2 separate regions of the Zea mays genome follow, and region 2 is linked to region 1. Evidence: chromatin contacts called from public Hi-C data. All regions are on one chromosome and are shown on one strand. Each heading gives the region's core, a stretch centred on a gene start, on an enhancer-like site or on the middle of the called end of the contact. The rest is flanking DNA. Distances are from core to core; before and after follow the strand shown.

The links. Hi-C and Micro-C count contacts between places; a contact is called where the count stands out from the background.
Region 2: a contact with region 1 is called in a Hi-C map of leaf, with 2.6 times the contacts expected there. The contact joins the promoter of LOC100276211 here to the promoter of LOC100216639 in region 1. A contact is called at or near these places in 9 of 25 Hi-C or Micro-C datasets (bundle sheath, ear, endosperm and 3 more).

What each region holds. Positions count from the first base shown.
Region 1 is chr7:138,531,675-138,534,374 of Zm-B73-REFERENCE-NAM-5.0, forward strand. It overlaps LOC100216639 (EIL transcription factor), which reads right to left and starts at 1,292. Exons shown (of 3, transcript NM_001359473.1): 1 at 1,137-1,292; 2 at 1-814. The coding sequence starts at 684.
Region 2 is chr7:138,738,296-138,740,995 of Zm-B73-REFERENCE-NAM-5.0, forward strand. LOC100276211 reads left to right here and starts at 1,263. Exons shown (of 9, transcript NM_001150053.1): 1 at 1,263-1,395; 2 at 1,572-1,684. The coding sequence starts at 1,648.

The sequences.
Region 1 (2,700 bases), core at 42-2,541:
CTTGTAAGGAGGAACTTGGCCGCTTGGAAGACCCAGGGCGGTCCACCATTCCTCCTTCCCTGAAGGCCACCACGGGGGTGAAGCACCCTTCTCCAATGGGTACTTGCGCTGCGGTGGATCACAATGCTGCATCAATGAGGAAAGCAGTGAACCAAGAGTGGCATCTTGGAGATCCATCAAGCTGTGCTGGCTCTTAGTTCCACCACTCTGGGCAGTAGCGGATACTAAGTTGTCAGACTCGTATTTCTCAATCGCCGCAGGCCCGTTCTTATCAAACTTCACCTTCTCCTTCCACCAAGCTCTGATATTATCGGAAGCGCCACTGACAGGCTTCCCCTTGTCCGGGATGATCCCATAAACGAACCCGCGTGCATTGCACACCTGCATGAGCTTGAGCATATACTTGAGGATCCCGTCGTGTGCCCTTGACATCTTCTTGCGCATGGCCTGGTCGGATATGGGCTTGGGCCTCAACTTCTGCAGCTCTGCCTGCTGCAGGGCAAGCTTGTGCTGCCGCTCCTTGATCCTCCTCAGCCTGACTCTGTCCTTCCACATTCGCCGCGCCAGGTCCTCGGGCTCAATCTCCTCGTCACTGACATCGTTCTCAGTGAGGTTCTGGATGCCCTCCACCTCAAAGTCTGACGAGTCACCCAGCTCCGTCGCAAGCAGGGCAAGTTGATCCATAAGAACTACGGAGTACCACTTCGGTAACGCGGTTAAATTTCAAACTAGGCAACCTCCGGTGGCTAGCTGCGCTGCCCCCATCCACCAAAGGATCACAGCAGCCTGTGCCTGTCCACACGAAATTGGGCCCCTACAGTATCAATCAACACCCAAAAAAAAATGCATAGTCAGTGCGCAACCGACGAAAATGTCAAAACACGCAATTCCCCGCTACTCATTTGCTAATTATATGTACGTACCCATACAGGAATCCGTACCTCCCGCGTTGACCCTACCCTCGCGATTGAGGCGCCAAAACTATAATCCGTATAAGACAACAGCAGACGGCAGCGAGAGGGACGATCGAGCTTAAAAATCCATCCCCCTATCCCCGTTAATCCGCGACCGCACGGAGTAAGAACCCTAATCAGAGCAGCAACCGACGGCCAGAGGGGGTGGCAGTGCGTTCGTACCTGGCGGCGAACGGGGGGAGCGACGCGGAGGTGATGGGTGAGAATTTCTCGTCGAGTGGGACGCTCGAACGAGCGATTTGCTGGGTTGATGGAGAAGATTCGCTTCCCTTCTGGTTATTTATTATTTGAGATTTGGAAATCGGGAGCGAAAAAGAGAGAGAGAGAGGAGGAAGCACGATGGAAGGGAGAAACGGGGCAAGAGCAGGGATGGGCGAAAGCAGACACGAGGCCTCCGTTTGGTGTTTCGGTGGATCCTCTGCTCCGTTCGGTCGTGTTGGACCATATGTGTCGAATGTGTAGTGTGTTGGGCTGTTGTCCGGAAGACCGGACATGTACAGGAGAGCGCCTATTTATTCTCTCCGCAGCCCGCACGTCGGCAGGGGCCACAGCAGGTGCACCCTCCGCGCAGGAGGATCCGGTTCACCGGTCAGCGATGATGCGATGCCGATCCCAATTCCCAAAGTGCGCCGAGCTTTTTCAGTTTCTGCCCGCCGCACCTACAGCGAGTCTATGGCTACGCCCGTGCGTCCCACTGCTCAACAGGCCACTGGCTTCTTACTTGAAGAAGAGGAGAATTGGAGCCAGCCAAGCCAACAACTGTGAATTGTATCGCCTGAGATAATAACGGCACAGTAGCAGGGATCGAGAGCTGACGACGCAGCAGGCTGAGTGCACGTTGGGTGTGTATGTGATCGTGCACAGCCGGCCTGTCGTGGGTGGAGACCGGACGGCGTCGCGGTTCCTGGCGCTGCGCAGTGGTGGGAGGTGAACGAAGGCGGTCGTTGCTTCAACACCCTCCGCCCCCGCTGGGAGGGCACATCGAACCCCAAATTCAGGGTTGATCTACTTCATTTTATTTGTTGATTCTATTAACAAAATAGATTTAATCCCTTCGATCCTCATGCAACAGAAGAATGGCAGCAGACCGCAGAACCACTGTATATGAAAATAAGATATATTCCCGGCAAAGGCGTAACATAGCAAATCACTATGCAAGTCCCGTCCATCCGGGCCGCGACAATGGCATAGCAGCGGCGCACGCAGCACGTAATAATCAAAGCCGGAGACGGTACGGTGCGGTACGGTGCTCATGCCGCTCTCAGTCTAGTTCTAGTGTCTCTCCTCTCTCTTGCGGTAGCGCTTGAGGCCGTTGAGGCGGTCGATGAAGACGAGGCCGAATCGGTCCAGGTAAGGGGCGGACAAAGGGGTTCAGATGTATAGATGGCCAATAAACACGAGGTCCACGAGCCTGGTATGAAGTCTGCTGTTTGGGCTTGGTCCGAGTCCGGTTCTATGCGGGTCCGAGTCGGCTCAGCACGAATAAACGGGCCAGGCTCGGACAAGAAACTAGGCACGGTGGGCTAACCTGTCACGGTCCGTTTACCTCTAAGCCTGTTAAGCCCGTTTTTTTACTAAAACGTGCTTATCGGCTCGCTTAGCCCGCTTTTTCGTGTTAAACGGGCCCGCCGACCCGTTTAGACCCACTGCGGGCCGGGCTCGGACAGAAAATCAAGCCCGCGGGCTTAGACGGCCCAGCCCGGTTTTCTAACCGTGTCTGGCGGGA
Region 2 (2,700 bases), core at 13-2,512, 210 kb after region 1:
CGTTTGCTAGAGTCCCTCCCCTGGACCGACGAGGGAGTTTTACGCTCTGGTGAAGCTTAGTGTGAAGCCCCAACGCCTATGTTCATAGGGTCGGATGTCGCCTCCGCCTGCGAGGCGTTGGTCATGTCGGACAGGGGCTGTAGAGTTGGAGCAGCAGCGGGGCCGCGGGCGGGGGGACAATGGAAGGGGGCGCTGTTGCAAGGCTGGAGCAGCGACATCGTGGCAAGCGGTGGTGAAGGGGAGGGTTGGACAACCGACGACGTTCGTGGCTGGAGGAGCGGTGGAGCCGATGGCTTCGCTTTGGCACGAGCGAGGCTTGGTGCAGGGGCGCCGTCATGAAGCTACAGCAGCGGCATTGTGGGGAGCAGTGGCGGCGGAGAGAACAATGCCGACGCTCCCCTTCTCGATCTCTCTTCTTTTTTTTATCACGTAGCGTGAAGCTTCCAGTAAAAGAGAGGTTGGACAGGAGCCTACGCACACACGAAGAGACGTAGCCGCTGAACAGCGATCGGACAGTGCAAATTTTTTCGCCGATGTAGACGAACGCTGTCGCACGTTTGCGTCGCGCTCTATATAGTAGTAATATGAGGCTAAAATATCCTTTTCATTATTTTTATATTTTATTTTATGCTTGCCTTTGCGTGTTGCAAAGCACTTCTATTTAAATTTTAATTATCTTTTTCACTATACAAGTCAATAATCTATAAAGTAAAATATTTTGGTAAGTTAGTGGTTCCAATGGAACATCTTTCTACTGAAATAAGATTTGTCCCTAAGGTAGAAGGACTTTAATTCAACCTATATAATTTTTGTGAACTAGAGTATTTTCATTTAAACTGGGATTATTTTTTAATTAGGAATGAGTGATTTCTATATATAGAAGTAAAAAATTCTTCTGTGTAAAAGCTAAGCCTAAGGGCTAGTTTGGCAACATCATTTTTCAAAGGATTATCATTTTCAAAGGAAAAATAAACTAATTTCACTTAGAAAAGTAAAATTGCATTTAAAAATAGGGTTGTTTGTAACTTTATTTTCTCAAGTGATTTCTGTTTTTTTAAAGAAAAATAAACTAATTTTCTTTGAAAATATGAAAATCTTTTAGAAAATAGGATTTCCAAATTAGCATGAAACATTTTCCCCCATAAGCTGAGGCATTTTTTTTCGTGAAAGAAAACGGGTTCCCGAGTCCCGACGGCCGACGCGCCTTACGCCTAATCCAGCGGCTACGAAATAAAACACATCCTCCTTCCTTTACTTCTCCCGTTCGTCCCCCGTGCTCTTTCTCCCTCTCGTGGCGCTGGGCGACCGCCTACGCAGGCCAGGCGCCGTCGCCCTAAGCTACGCCAGGTTCCCGGGTCTTGGTCGGTCCCTTCACCGGCGAAGAGCACCCACCAGGTATGCGCGCCTTATCTTTCCCTCCTGCTGTGCGAGACCGAGTGACAGAACCCTAATTTAAGCTATTTGGCTATTTGTATCCGGACCTGATCTAACTACAAGTTACTAACTACGATTTTTGCCGCAAAACATATTGGTTGTACATATGTATACCCATGTCCTTTAATCGAGCTCAGACGCGCCGGTGCCTGGATCCGGAGGAAGTGCTGCGGGTTTCGGCGGTTCGTCTCTCTCGTTGTTTCCGGCGGGGTTATGAAGGCGGTGGGATACAACCTCTACGATAGCAGCGGTAAGTTTGCCCGAATTGACCAGTTTTAATCCTGATGTTTTTTTTCTTGGTTAGGGATCCCCGTTCTATTGGGTCAATTTGTGTTTCATCCTCACTGTATGATCTTGAGATTGATGTTGCTACTAAGCAATGTAAATGTGCAGCAGAAGATTTAAATTGCGGTGTTATACAGATAGCCCAATGAATAAATTGTTGAAACTTTCTTTCCCCAAAACTTTGGATTTTTACTCCTGACGCCCAGGATTAAGTCCTGGGTCATTAGATATTAGATATAAGGGTCCTGATCGCAAGATGATGGAAACAAATAATATTACAACTGTATACTCAAAGTTTGAGAGTAAGCATTATATGTCTCCATTTTTTTTGCTAAGGAATAAATAACCATTTTTTCCTTACCACACGGAAGCTCTAGGATGGGGTTTCTTTATTTTGACACCTAAAAGAAATTACAAAAAACATTCTTTAAAAAAAATGCAGCTTGTATTAAATATAATTCAGGGGCTTGTTTATAGGTATTTCAGATTTCAGAGATGTAATACGGAGTATTGGCTATGGAAATCTCTATACCAGTGCTGTAGTAGTTTTACTTGATGAGTTACGTGTCAGGAAAGATTTTCTACTTTACAGTTTACACTTAGGGTCCGTTTGGATCCTTTCATTTTGAAGGAATTGGAATCTACTTAATAGAGTAGGTTATTTGGTTTGGAATTTATCATTCCACCACTTTCCAAAGTTTAGATATAAGCCTATCTTAAATTCATAGGATGAGGAGTGGAAATTGATCTTATCATCTTTTATATCACTAGTCTATGTTTCTACTCTACAACTTATAACATGTTCTTCGGCTCGCTCCTCTATAGTAGAAATGTAGCACATAAATATCTTTTTATATGGTCAATGGAAGTATACAAATTGCGATTATTGTGCAAAATCATATTAGCTTAATTGATCTATGGCTAAATTGCGATTATTAGAATGGAATTCAATTTCAAGGATCCAAATGGGGCCTTACGGTA